Regions from separate parts of the Mus musculus genome. Here regions 1, 2, 3 and 5 are each linked to region 4. The links are chromatin contacts, called in public promoter capture Hi-C maps. All regions are on one chromosome and are shown on one strand. The core of a region is the stretch at or near the end of the contact, and the rest is flanking DNA. Distances in the headings are between cores, read along the strand shown.

Region 1 (2,700 bases), core at 168-2,667, 2.3 Mb before region 4:
ACCTCTAACTCCTGAGTGCTGGGTTTAAAGGCATGTGCCACCATGCAGAGCCTCATCTTCTGCTTTTAAGAAAGAGAAAAGAACACTGTACAGAAATGAACAGTAGCCATGTTTGTCCAGAATGCTTCTTTTTCTTTTTTCATTTGTGCAATGGTAATATACTGTTTTAAACATCTAACCTTTTATGTTCATGGATTTGATTTCAAACACGAATAAAGTAATCTCTGAATATTGAAAAGGAAATCAAAAGAAATTACATATTTCATGTTCCTCAATCAAAATGCCAGGGAGTGTATTTTTTTAACTCCTTCAATTACAAAAATGTTTTGAGATTTATTTTATGAGTGTAACAGAGCTTCAGACTTAGTGGGCCCCAAGACTTTAGCACAACTGACTCCATGATGGAAGTATCATTCAGGCAGACAGCACCACCTGCCAAAGCTAAAACAGAGGCCAGGTGTACTAATCTTATTTTTGGCTTCTGTGAGCCTGCTTTTGGCTAACTGTTCTTGTTAACTGAAGAATGCCAACCCAGAACATGGTTTTTGTGTTTAAAAGCTCACTCTGAGAAAAGCTAAGTGCTACACTGAACACCCACTGTAGTTGACAGCCAGGCTAATAAAGACTTTCTATTGGCTGAAACCCCTGTGCAAGCTGTCTTCTCTATGTGTGTTTTGTCAGTATGTGTGCACATGTACCAGGTCTGTACCTCATGAGTAACAATGTCAAAAGAAGGTATTGGATCCCCTGGAACTGAGTTAATCATGGTTGTGAGCCACCATGTGGATCCTGGGAACCATCCGGGGCCCTTTGCAAGAGCAGCAAGTGCTCTCAACCCCTGAGCCAGCTCCTCAACCCCACATTACTGTTGTTGTCATTATTTTTATTTTTATTATTATATTTTGGATTTTTGAGGCAAGGTCTCTTTGCATAGCTCTGGCACCCTTGGAACTCACTATGTGGAGCTAGCCTCACAGAGATGGGCCTGCCTCTGCCTCCTGAGTGCAGGAAACAAAGGCATAAACAACTACATCTGGCTATTATTATCATCATCATCATCATTATTTATTATTATTATTTTGGAGAGAAGATCTCAAACAGTAGCTCAGGCTAACTTTAAACTTATGGCAATCCTCCTGCTTCAGCTTGTCAAATGCTAGGATTTCAGGCATGTATTACTCTTAAAAAATAGCCTTTTGGTATGATTCATGTACAAAGATTAAATGTAATTCGACATAACATGTTCTTCCATGAGGAGTGTGTATAGGCTGTCAAGGGCTGGGGAATCTGGGGCAGAGGAGCAGAGAGGCGGGAACGCAGCGGGAGGGAGGCATCTAAGTGACTACTGAGTAGTGGCATGCCCTTGGCGACGCTCTCATTAGCCAGTTACAGGAGGAGGGGCGGGGTGATCTGGCTCAGCCTGGACTCTGCGGCCATTAAACCAGTCCCCATTGCGCTGGCCTCCACTTGCCTACTTGGGGCGCGAGGAGGTTGGAGAGTTTTTTTCTGGGACCCAAGCAAAGGTGAGAAGCCCGGGTGCCTCTGCGGGTCCCCGAGGGCTGTCTGGGAGGCGGAGAGTGTTTCGGCTGCGTAAACAAGCCAGGCGAGAGCTGCCACCTGTCTGCCATCCGCCGTACGCGGAGAAAAGGAGCCAGGGGCGCACGAATGCCTGCCTGGCCAGGAACCCTGCTGGTGACCAAGGATCCCGTGAGCCGCTTCTGCCCTACAGAGAGGGATTTGTCTATTCAAGGGCAAGCTCAGGTCAGAGCGGAGGAGAGCGAGAAAGTTGGAGAAGTTTGGTGGAAGTTTCTGGAGGGCTCTGCTAAAAGCTACCCTGCTCCTGGAGACTTGCTAGAGACTTAATGAGCTTTGCTCCCCTCTGTGTCTTAGGCATCCACGCTGCTGCTAAGCTGAAATTGAAGCTCACACATCCTGGAAAATGCTAGCACCCATAGTAAGTACAGCGTGAGAAGCCAAGGGTGGGCCAGGGATGGGTGTAGTGTTTTAATGGTGACTCTTGTTTTCTCCGGGTCTGACTCGCTGTTTTGAAGAGAGGAGCTTTGTAGTGAGGAAGCTACATTTGAACCCTTGGGGGATCAGGTATGAGCTGTGGGTCAGCTGCCACCTGTTGAGCCTCAGCAGTTGGCTGCCACCCTGCTTGAAACATGCTCAATAGAAAGCAGTAGAGGGGGGGAAGTTGGGGGCTGGGTCTTCTTACCAAACCCGGACCCTGGGCAGGTTCCTGGGTCGAATGTCTGAAGTTGATTCTGCTTATTTTTGTCTTGTCAGCTGACCCATGGCCATCCCTGCTGCCAGCAAACACTCAGCTCTGGCTTTTCCTTCATTTCTTCCCTCCATCCCCCCTTCTCTTTTCTTTCTGATTTTTGTTTTGCTTTTGTTTTTGAGACAAGGCTTCAGGTAGCCCAGACTGGCCTCAAACTTCCTATTTAGCGAGGACAGTTTCTTCCTTCTGGTTTCTCTGCCCCCACCTCTTGAGTGCTGGAATTATAGGTGTGAGGCCCCATACCCAGTTTTGTGAAGCCCTCCTGCATGGTAGGCAAGCACTCTACCGACTGAGCCACATCCCAGCCCCCGGCATCTTTGTTAACCCATGATGTCTTGAGATTGGAACAGGGCAAATGTCTTCTTCATTTTAACAAGACTGTTGATTTGGTTCAGGTTTTTGCAGACAACCCTCTT
Region 2 (2,700 bases), core at 191-2,690, 2.3 Mb before region 4:
GCTTCAGGGCTGGTGAGATGGCTCAGCGGTTAAGAACACTGACTGCTCTTCCAAAGGTCCTGAGTTCAAATCCCAGCAACCACATGGTGGCTCAAAACCACCCGTAAAGAGATCTGACTCCCTCTTCTGGAGTGTCTGAAGACAGCTACAGTGCACTTACATATAATAAATAAATAAATCTTTAAAAAAAAAATGAAGCTTCAATCATGAAAAAACCCCAAGGTATTAGGTTTGCAAAAGGGGGTTTGGAAAAATAGTTAAAAGGTAAGAGGATATCAATGGCTAGAGAAAGTATTTTATTCAACCGCAAAGAAGGACTTTTCATTGTTTGTAGGAACATGGAAGGAAAGGGGGATCATGTTTATCAAACTATGCCAGACTCAGAAAGACAAGTAGCATGCATGCTGTCATGCGTGGACTTTGGGAATAATAATTGTAAGGCCAGGAATGTCTGAGGGGGGCTGTGAAGGATGTGGAGAGAAATTGAGGTGAGATGATTTTGAGGGAAGGAGACTTGAATAGTGAAGTTGACCAAAGCACATCAAACACATAAATGGAAAGTACATGACTTTGTAGAGTGCAAGTTTGCGTGGATAGAGTCACTGTATGTACGCAGTCCTGAGACTGAAAATGGGGATCCCTTGAGCTCAGGAGTTCAAGGCCTGCCTGCCCAGCAGAGCGAGGTCCCATAGTAAAAAACTAAGGAAAAGACAAAGGACACATTAGACTGTGGAGACAAAGGACACATTAGACTCAGGGAGGAGGGAGAAGATGGATGGAAAGCAGGGGACGTAGGTGGGGCTTGTGTACTGGGTGTGTTCCCATCTTTGTGTAAACATTGTATATTTATTTGGCTTTCATTTCAAAAAGATTTATTTAATGTGCATATGTGTTGTCCACATATGTCTGTATACCATGTGCACGCCTAGAGCTAGTGGAGGCCAGAAGAGGGCGTCAGATTCTCTGGAACTGGGTTTATAGACCTTTGTGAGTCGCCAGGTGAGCGCTGGAAGCCTAGTCTGAGTTCTCTGCAAGAGCAACAGATGCTCTGAACCCTAGCCATCACTCCAGCTCCCGTGTTTCGCTTTTGTGTCTCATGCTAGCGGAGGCTTGCCTGGATGTCACTGTGTAGAGAAATTGAAATTCCCAGCCTTTATAATCCGGTCTCAAAGCCCTCGGTGTGTTTGGTTAGTCAGTAACTCTCGACTTCTCCAGCGGCCTCAGGTGCTGCCTCTGGGACTTTGGGACCGCGTCTTTGCGTGACTCATGAATGACCTAACTCCTGCGTGGAGCGCCTGCCTTTCCGTTGAGTTGCTGGGGCGCCTTCCTCCGCGCCAGTGTCTACGCATACGCTTACTGCACAGTTGCAGCGGCCCACACCCCACCCGCTCCCGCGCGCGCCCTCATTCCGCGCGTCCCGCCCCACGCGCTCTCGCCGCCGTTTGACACGCGCTCCCTGGAGGCGACGCCCCACCTCTCTCACCTCCGTTCCAGCCCCGCTGGCCCCAGTGCCCATGATCCCGGGGCTAGGCGGACCCTGGTCCGCACCTCCCTGCAGGCGCGTTGTCCCTGCTGGCCCCAGCGGGATGGGCCTGAGCCCAGCAGCCAGCGGGGAGTTCGGGATCCGCCTTTCCAGGGTCCCATGGCCACGCCCCACGCAGATCTCGAAGACCTCAAGTACAGAGTCAAGTGACACCCAATCTGCAACTGGACAGTCAACTGTACCCCACTCAGGTCTGCCCCAGGAGTCCCAGGAGTAGGGTCTCTCCCTCGAGATCTTTGAGGGTAATTCCCAGCGGTTGGCCCCTGCCAGAAATGGTTTGGCAGTTGCTTGCGTCTAGACAGCCCCCATACAAATTTTATGGAGGGCAAAGCAGGAACCGACACAGTTCTAATTCTTATTTTATACACACACACACACACACACACACACACACACACACACACACAGATATAATTTTTTTTTGAGACAGGGTTTTGCTATGTAGCCCTGGCTGGCCGCAAACTCTTACTATGTAGATCAGGTTGGCCTGGAACTCACAGAAATGCGTCTGCCTCTCTGCCTTCAGAGTGGTGGGATTAGAGGCATTCACCACCACACCTGGCTTTAGACACCATTCTAAATCAGAACATGCAGCCCACTTTTGACTCGAGTTGGTCTTTCATGGGGCTCCCTCCTTCCCCCATAGAAGGCAGCTGTGTATTAAATCACACCCCTTCCCTCCTGAACTAGACTCAGCGAGTTCTCAAGCGCTGTTGGTCCAGTTCTTGCCGAAGCAACTCAAGCAAGACCGCCGATTAGAACAGGCCCGAAGCTTTCAGCAGGGGTAAGAGTCTTACTATGAGGACTGGGGCTTTGGGTACCAGAAGCATTTTTGAAGATCTTATTTAGATGCTAGTTCTGCAGAACACCATACCCACCCCCTAACCTGCCTCCTCCAGATGGTTTCTGCCAAGGACAAACTAGTGAGTAGCGCCTGCTGGGTAAGATTGAACTAGGCTGCAGACCTGATGACTGTTGGCGTATCTTGTGGAAGTTTTTACCCACAAGACCACTCTCCAGACTCATCAAAGTTGAGTGAGTTTGTAGGAGTACAAACCAGTGAAAAATTTAGGAGGTTTGTGCCTGGGCATTAGGTTGGGGCAAGGAGAGGAGGTTTGAGGCGTTTTGCATTTTATTATACTCTATTATGTACCGTC
Region 3 (2,700 bases), core at 154-2,653, 2.1 Mb after region 4:
CAACTTTAGTTCCAGCTCCAGGGGATTTTATGCCCTCTGCTGGCATCCACAAGTACCTGCACTTAGGTGTACACACACACACACACACACACACACACACAAATCAGAAGAAATGAATAAATAAAAGTTAAACCCTATTCCTACTGCCAGGTCAAAAACTGCTACACTGTAATAGGTGTTAGATTCCCCAAAATGCAGGTTTTGGCTATTTTTGTAATAATAGTTCACAACAGCTCAATGCTGGACTAGTTACTGAAATTTGTGACCTCTAACACAGCTGTAATTAAGCTGATCAAATCTAATCATTCAACACCCAGTTCAAAACAAAACCCTAGCAATAAACAAGAGAATTAATTGTGTTTTTACCACACTAAACCTAACAAGGGCCTTTAGATTTGGAAAAGAGATATAAAGGTAGGTAGTAGGTCTTTGCCAATCTATTCTCCCCGTAAATAAGGTCGGCAACTAGATGGTCAGAATTAATAGAAGTGTATTAGAATCTAGAGTGAAGAGACAGAGGGTAGACCAGGAAAGGGAATGGGGTGAGGATTGGAGGAGTCGTGAGTCCAGGAGGGGGCCGAGGAAGCTCTCTCTGGGTTCTTCCGGAAGCAGGATATGAAAACGGAATCCCTAGGAGACCCAGGAACCATCCATCTCTCTTTATTAAGGCCATCTGCAAGTCTCAATTGAGAAGGAGGGAATTCCACAGCACACCCACATCAAGAGCATTTATAGAGACCCATCACTTCCTTAAAGCTGCAAACGTGCCTGCCCACTTGTGCATCCATGAATTTATTTGCTATCTCGGCCAACTGCAGCTTTCACTGACAATGTCCAGAACCAATCATCTCCAATCATAGCCCTGCCTCTCCACCGACAGGTGAAAGACATAGGTGTCAGCCAATAAAAAATAAGAATGAGTATGTGAAGGCTGGACTCTGCCCCATTTACTTCAATGCATTCAGTAATTGGTAGAAAGGTTTGAGCAGCTGATATCAACCACCAATCCGTAAGGGCGGAAGAGGATGAAGGGCAGCGCGATGGGCGGGGGTGACGTGGCAATGACAGAAGCATAAACTGTAATGACTGACGGAAGTACTAGCCATTCGGAGGCCAAACCGGCCGTGAGCTCTGCATTCTCCCGTCCTCGGACTTCGGAAAGCCACCAATGATTTTGTAGCCCTGCCTGATTGGCTTTCCTGTTAGCCAATCGAAAGCAGGCCTGGAGGACGCGTCGCGCCTTGAGCTTCTCACTGGGCGGAGTAGCATGACAGGCCCGAGAGAAATGCCAATGTCCGCGGGGTCTTCCGCAAGTGACACTTGGCGGCACCAATCGCCGCCCTCCTTCCCGGCAGTCGAGCCCTCCTTCCCGCGGCGGGGCTGGCGGGGCGGGGACGCTGCGCGGCGGCGGCTGAAGCGCTAGCCGTGTTGGGCGCTCCGGGCGGCGGCGGCGGAGCTCGTAGGCGGTTCCGGTCGTGTCTCTCCGGGCGGCGGCGGCTCATGGCGGCGACCGAGCTGAGAGGAGTGGTGGGGCCGGGCCCGGCAGCCATCGCGGCTCCGGGCGGCGGCGGCGCGGGTCCACCCGCGGTGGGAGGCGGCGGCGGACGCGGGGACGCGGGGCCCGGCCCCGGGGTGGCGGCCGCGACGGCGGCGACGGCGGGCGGCCCGGGCCCCGGGGCCGGAGGAGTGGCGGCAGGCGGCCCGGGCTCTGCACCGCCAGCCGCGGGCTCGGGCGGTTCGGGCGCCGGGGGCTCGGGCTCGGCTAGAGAGGGCTGGCTCTTCAAATGGACCAATTACATCAAAGGCTACCAGCGGCGATGGTTCGTGCTGAGCAACGGGCTCCTAAGCTACTACAGGTAACTGCTTCCGGGGCGCCACGCTCACCTGGCCTCCCCCCCTGTGCAGCCCACAGACCCGCGCTGTCACTCTCCGCCGGCTGGCTTCACTGCCAAGGTCGCCCTGGGTCGCTGTCTGTCACCTGCACAGGTTGACAGCTTGCAGAAGTCAGAACCTGCAGATTTGACACACTGCTCTTGTCTCCGCTGTCACCCGCCCCTAGTGCCTCATCTGCCTCCATCCCTGGGTCTTTCCTGTCAGCAATTGTTTGGAGAGCATCTGCTCTGCCATTGTATTTCCGCTACCACGTGGGTGCAATCGCTAATTCTGCAAGTAAGGCACTGTTGTGAAGCTGGAGGGGCACAGACAGCGCGAGCCCGGGCACTGTCCCTCAGGAACTTACAGTGGAAGTTACAACTCCTAACTTTTTGTGCTCTAGTCTCTAAAATTTAATGTTTCTGATACACCCTTGATATACCTGCCCATGTCTACTCAGAATACACATTCCGACATCAGAATACCACACACAGGGAGACTTTGGGATTCTGTCCACCATATGTCTTACCTCTTCAAGCATGCGCGTACTTTCTCGGTCTAGACAGTCCACAATAGAGATGTGTACTCTACCATAGCTTTTACTTTTGCCTGCCCCACCTCTTCCCATGGGAATGACTGTCTTATCCAGCAGTCACCGTGCACCTTTTAGTTTTATTTAAGATTAAGTTTTATTAAAGGAAGAACACATGTTTTTGAAATGATTGTTAAGGTTTCACAGTGCTTATTTTGGTATGGTTAATGTATACTTACTGTGACTCATAGCATGGTCATAACATGTCACACTTCGGGGCTTATATTACTAGACAG
Region 4 (2,700 bases), core at 76-2,575:
TGTGCAGCCAGCTACTCATCAGCATGGCCTCTCCACTGAGTCTCCCTATCCCCCTGCACCAGAAAACAGCCCTAGCCAAGTCCAAGGCCTCATCAGTTCAAGGCCAGCAAAGAGAAGAGAAAACTGCACAAGGACTCCAAAGACTTGCAGAGGAGCTATAAGAAAGTAACAAATGGGAAATTTTACAAAATGTCTGCTCATGCTACAATCGGAGTGAGCGCTTCTTTCACCAAGTCCAATACCACACTTCTTCTTCCATGGGGAAATGTGCTTTCTAGCAAGCCCTCGCTGAAAAGTTAGAAAAGGTGACTCTGAGGAAAGGAGGAGGTGTAACAAGAATCAGACTCCTGGGTAACTTCACCTTCAGTCCACGAAATAAACAAACCCTACCATGGGAGAAGGAAGGTCACTTCCTCTCCACAAATACTATTTCTGTGCCATTCAGCAGATTAGCAATTGCCATCTCCTCTGGGGGTGCAGGAAATGAACTAAGCATTTCTCCCCACACACACCCCTCCAAGCAGGAAGATCGATCGCTAAAACTGCTCTTCCACTCAAGAGTCCTACTCCATGCCAAGAAACCTCTCAATTCCTTTTTGCCACATACTCCAAGATACCCATGCACATACAAATCTAGGTCAAAGTCACCAAGAAAATCGGAGGGCGGAGCCTGGATTTAAAATGTTTTTTAACCACTAGCCACAGGCCTCCAGGACAATAGTTTCAAGCTCAGAATGACACAATCCCAACGCTTGGCAGCAGGAAGCTGGAGGGAACTGCGCCGCTGACAAGAGCCTACGCTTGCGGGGATGACAAAATAAGTAGCAGGGCGGTCTCCGGAGCTGGGTCAGTTTTTAAATGCTGCTCAGCTGGGACGAAGCTGAGCAGCCGTTGCCATAAAAAGACTCAAGTCCGGGTTTACAGAGCAGCCCAGGCTCTGCACAGGTGTTAGGCCCGGCGTGCGGGGAAGAGGACTGACCATTCTCGGATCCCAGGACTCAAGTGCAGGGCCTCGAAGTTCATCTCCAAGCCTAGAACCATTGGAAGTGATCCCCACACCCATAAGCAACCCATAGGCGAAAGTGACTCCCCTGGCCCATCCTGGGAAGCGAAGAGGCCGGGACCAGTGGCCGAACACCGCGACCCTGCGACTCCCGACGCCCGTTCTCACTCACCCGGCGGCGCCGCGTCTTCCCGGACCACTCCTTTTCCAGTCCGCGGCTTCCGCAGATTAAGCTTCCCGCCACGCCGGACCGGCTGGACTCCCAGTACCGCGAGCTCGCCGCAGGCGAGGACCTACCGGGCGAAGAGCGCGGGCGAATCTACGATTTTCAAAATTGTGGCTCAACCAATTCCCCTTAAGTTTGTCTGGGCGGTTACAAAACTCCAAACCAATCACGTAACAGGACGCACGAGTCCGCTTATCTGCTGGCTGTTAGTGCTGTCAATCTGTGGGACTAGGAGGCGGGGAGAAGAACGTTGACGCTTTTAACACGCCCCAACTTCCGGAAGCTGCGGCAATCTACCCGGCGAGGAAGTGGTTGCGACGAATTACAAGTCCCTGCGTGCACTGCGAAGGCAGGCTTGGTTGGGGAGGATGCCTATTTATCTTCGAGCCAGCCGCTTGGTTCGTTTCAAGTCCGGAATGCTTCTGCGTTCGGAATGACAGCTCTGCTACTTTGCAGTAGTAAAAAGAAACACATTGCAAATCTCACAGAGCCTTCCCTCCAAGAGCAGTCAGGCATATAGTTACAGAATGTTTCCTTAGACCTCCGATTGTCACCCGGAAGTGTTTGCTAAGTACCCTCCAGATTGGACGCCACATACAACGGAGAATTTTTCTGGCCACATATAAAGGTAAAGTCTTGAGTTGAAGGTGTGTCACCACCACCTGTAAAATAAAACACCTCCACCTTCTTTATAGAATCATTCTCAGTAGCCAAGAGGTGGGCGAAACTACAAATGTCCCTGGACAGATTAAACAGAGGGGTTTTATTTATTTTTAAATTGTTTTTCCTTTTATTGAAAATAGATTTCTTTACTCACATACTATATCCTGATACAGTTCCCCTCCCTCTGCTCCTCCCAGTTCTAACCTCCCCTTCCATCTGTATCCACTCCCTTTCAAAACAGACTTCTAAGGGATAATAATAAACTAAGATGTAAAACATAAGATAATACAAAACCTATCATATCTGAATTGGATGAAACAAAGAAAAAAAGCCCCAAGAGAAGGCACAAAGACCAGAGACCCACTTGTTCGAACACTCGGGAATTCCATAAAAGCACTGGAAGCCATAACATATATGCAAGAACCTGATGCAGAGCTGTGCAAACTCTGTCTGGCTGTGAGTCTCTGTATTTGTTCCTATCTGCTTCAGGAGGAAGCTTCTCTGATGATGGCTGAGCAAGGCAATGATCTGAGTGTAGCAGAATGTCAATCACTAGGAGTCATTTTATTGCTATGTTCCTTTAGTAGAACAGTAGTATTTAGTTTAACCCTAGGTCCCTGAGCTATCTTGTCTCAGATTGTTGTTCACCCAAGCAGGATTCGATCTTGTGGAGTGGGCCTTAGGTCAAATCAGATATTGGTTGGTTACTGCCACAGGTTTGTGCCACTATTGCCCCAACATACCTTGCAGGCAGACACCATTGTAGGGTTTTGTTGATCCCACCTGTAATGGTTTGTATATTCTTGGT
Region 5 (2,741 bases), core at 201-2,700, 2.0 Mb after region 4:
TTTTGTAAATGAGGGGTGGCAGGCTTAAAAAAAGAAGTTATGTCCAGAGTTTGCTAGCTCTTGGTCTACATAGCCTCTCAGTACTTGGGTAATTGTGAAAACCTGTTACCTCACAAATGAAAGTTTGTTTCATAACTCTTGAAAATTACTTATTAGCTTACCTTGCCTTCTCTTCAAGAGTCAATTCTATTTGCTCTTAAGTGATCAGATTTGGGGATTCAGATATCTTAGCTGCCAACTTTGCAACAGTTTCCGGTGGGCAGCTTAAGGCTATCTACTTCTCTCTAACCTCCAGGTTCCTTATCTAGAGAGCAGAGAATGTAACTATTCGATTACTACTTAGTGAGGTAGATATAATTTTACCCATTTTACGAAAGAAAACCTGAAGGGTCAGATGTTTAGAAAGACATGCCCAGTTTCACGCAGCAGTGAAAAAACACGTTTCCCAATCCAGAACTTCTATTTTCAAATCCAATGCTTATAGTAAACTAGTTGATTAATCCAGTCACGCTAACAGTAACGTGTTAAGGAATTAAAGTTCACCATTCATTCCCAGGTGAGACAACCGCCTGAGTGACACTCGTGAGGCAGAGGCAGGCGGATCTCTGCGAGGACAGCCTAGTCTACAGAGTGAATAACAAGACAGCCAAGGCTACACAGAGAAACCCTGGCTCAAAAATAAAATAAAAAATAAGACACCCTCTCAAACGGTCTCGCTACAGGCAATAAAGCACCAAAGCAGCAGACTTCTAGAACCAGGGTGCTGAGGCGGAAGCTGAACAAACTCCGCTGGGCTTCATCCTCAGCGGAAATGGCTGTCCACAGCGCCCAAGCTCACCGACCTTGCTGCGGTGACCCCAGCCCCAAGGCTGCGCGGCCCGTTAGGGCTCTCCCGCTTTCCAACGGGGTGAAGGGCCTGGCATCTAAAAATATCACCTTAGATAATCCTTGTTAAATGTGCCTTCGTCTTTTTCCTAAAACCAAACGCTGTCAACACTTTGGCCTCTATCAATCACAGCCTTGGCCTCCCGACTGATTCAGCCAGCGACCTGTCCCTTTCCAAGAATACTGACTTGCCATACTAGTCCCCCCTCACAGACCAAGTCAAGGCACCCCGAGGAGGACACTGGACGTTAAATGAAATCACCCAAGAATAAATCCCCGATGTTCTCTGCTGAGACGCTTCGGGGGTCGCATCCTGTGACATTCACAAGGCTTTTCTCCGCCCAATCAGTGACGGGAACCTCGTGACTCAAAAGCACTGCGCAACTGTGCAGTTAGGAAAACGGAGGAGGAGCCGCAAGCCGGGGCTCTCTGGGTCATCCCTCTCCGACGGCCCGCGCGTGCGCAGTGTCTCGCCTAGGGATCTCTTTCCCGCCGCTCACACTAGGAAGCCAAACGCCAAATCTGTCCCCGCGCAGCTGCCGCCGCCGGGGCGCCCGCCCAGCCCGAGGCGCGCCTGCGCACGTCCCCACGCACGCTCCGGCGTACGGCGGCGGCCAGGGGTCGCGAGCCGGTGGGAGACCCGCGCGCGCGGAGCAGCCCGGGGAGTCGGCGCTTCTTTTCCCTCCCTCCCCCCACTCCCCTCCCCGCTCCCTTCCCCCCTCCCCAAGAATGTTCCGCTACGAGGTGAGTGGCTGCGACCGGAAGTGACCCCTCCCTCGCCCGCGCGCCCCTTTTTTTTTCCTCTGCTCGCCCGTCGCGCGGGTCTTGTGCGGCTGAGGAGGGGGCAGGGCGCGGGCGGCTGGGAACCCCGCTTCGGCCGCGAGGCTCGGGTGCGGCCCGCAGCGCACCGCGGAGGGGCGGGACTGGCGAGAGCCGGCCGCTGGTTTGCGGCGGGGAGAGCCCGTTAAGTGCGGTAACCTGACCCTTGGCTTGCGCCTCTGCTCGCGGAGCTGCCTTGGAGACCTGCATGGCTCCTACCCGGTGGTTTTTCCTGAGGCAGAATCCCCGGGGAATGCCCACGGAAGCGTTTCCCGCCCTGCCCCCGGAACCCCTTCACCCGGATTACACACAGCCCTGTGCACGCGGGCTGCCGTCAGGTGGAGGGGCAGGGACTGGTCCTCGGGCTGAGACTTCAGTCGGCTTGGAAAGAAGGCTGGGAGTGGGGAGGGGGGCGTGTCCCGCAGAAGTTCCTTCTAGGAGAAGGGAGAAAAAGTGTGGGTTTGGCGACGTTGTTTGGAGAACGGAGCTGTTTGCTGACCGTCTCTTACTGCTGTGTGACCTTGAGCAACTCCTACTCTTGGGGCCAAACAGACTCCGGATTTGTAGTTTAAGGACTGAGCTAGGGAAATCCTTACCGAGTCATCCTGATTTGGTCCAGTAGATGATTGCCATTTCATAGAGAGTTGCTAGAAGTTGCTTCTGGTGTGGAGGCAGTTGCAGGGCTGGCTCTTTAGGGGGAGGAAGATTGGGTAGAAACGGCCCCTAAAAGTTCCCAGGTAAGTTATATCACAAGCTGTTCCCCTAGAGTGTGGAATTCCAATTTGGAATCTTTAAACATTGGAAACAGTAGAAAGCTTGAGCTTACACTTGTGACTCAACTCACTTTTTGTAAACATGAGGAGAGATGATGAGATACTGTGAATAGAAGTTGCCAGAAGCAAAGAAAACTTAGTAAACTGAATAAATCTGTATTGGGATAAGTGATTGAAATTAGGATATACCAAGCTTGTCTAGTGATTTTTACTCCCTGGAGACTGCGGCAAGAGAATCAGGAGTTCTAAGCCAGACTGTACCTA

Evidence for each region. Promoter capture Hi-C pulls out the DNA fragments that hold promoters and counts their contacts.
Region 1: a promoter capture Hi-C map of hippocampal neurons shows a contact between it and region 4, with 9 times the contacts expected there. A contact is called at or near these places in 3 of 39 promoter capture datasets (cranial neural crest, frontonasal cranial neural crest and hippocampal neurons).
Region 2: a promoter capture Hi-C map of hippocampal neurons shows a contact between it and region 4, with 9 times the contacts expected there. A contact is called at or near these places in 3 of 39 promoter capture datasets (cranial neural crest, hippocampal neurons and pre-B cells).
Region 3: a promoter capture Hi-C map of liver shows a contact between it and region 4, with 7 times the contacts expected there. A contact is called at or near these places in 10 of 39 promoter capture datasets (the 3T3-L1 cell line, the HPC-7 cell line, cranial neural crest and 6 more).
Region 5: a promoter capture Hi-C map of liver shows a contact between it and region 4, with 6 times the contacts expected there. A contact is called at or near these places in 5 of 39 promoter capture datasets (hippocampal neurons, liver, pre-B cells and 1 more) and 1 of 9 other capture datasets (liver).

What each region holds. Positions count from the first base shown.
Region 1 is chr19:7,556,042-7,558,741 of GRCm38.p6, forward strand. Plaat3 (phospholipase A and acyltransferase 3) reads left to right here and starts at 1,418. Exons shown (of 5, transcript NM_139269.2): 1 at 1,418-1,523; 2 at 1,891-1,954. The coding sequence starts at 1,940.
Region 2 is chr19:7,611,097-7,613,796 of GRCm38.p6, forward strand. It overlaps Plaat5 (phospholipase A and acyltransferase 5), which reads left to right and starts at 1,441. Exons shown (of 6, transcript NM_025731.3): 1 at 1,441-1,734; 2 at 2,234-2,327. The coding sequence starts at 1,587.
Region 3 is chr19:11,964,441-11,967,140 of GRCm38.p6, forward strand. Osbp (oxysterol binding protein) reads left to right here and starts at 1,404. Exons shown (of 14, transcript NM_001033174.1): 1 at 1,404-1,856. The coding sequence starts at 1,501.
Region 4 is chr19:9,898,164-9,900,863 of GRCm38.p6, forward strand. It overlaps Incenp (inner centromere protein), which reads right to left and starts at 1,326. Exons shown (of 19, transcript NM_001369356.1): 1 at 1,176-1,326. Gm50340 (predicted gene, 50340) reads left to right here and starts at 1,515. Exons shown (of 3, transcript NR_168101.1): 1 at 1,515-1,857.
Region 5 is chr19:11,910,949-11,913,689 of GRCm38.p6, forward strand. Patl1 (protein associated with topoisomerase II homolog 1 (yeast)) reads left to right here and starts at 1,451. Exons shown (of 19, transcript NM_172635.3): 1 at 1,451-1,629. The coding sequence starts at 1,615. It overlaps Gm31092 (a long non-coding RNA gene), which reads right to left and starts at 1,459. Exons shown (of 2, transcript XR_386559.3): 1 at 1,148-1,459.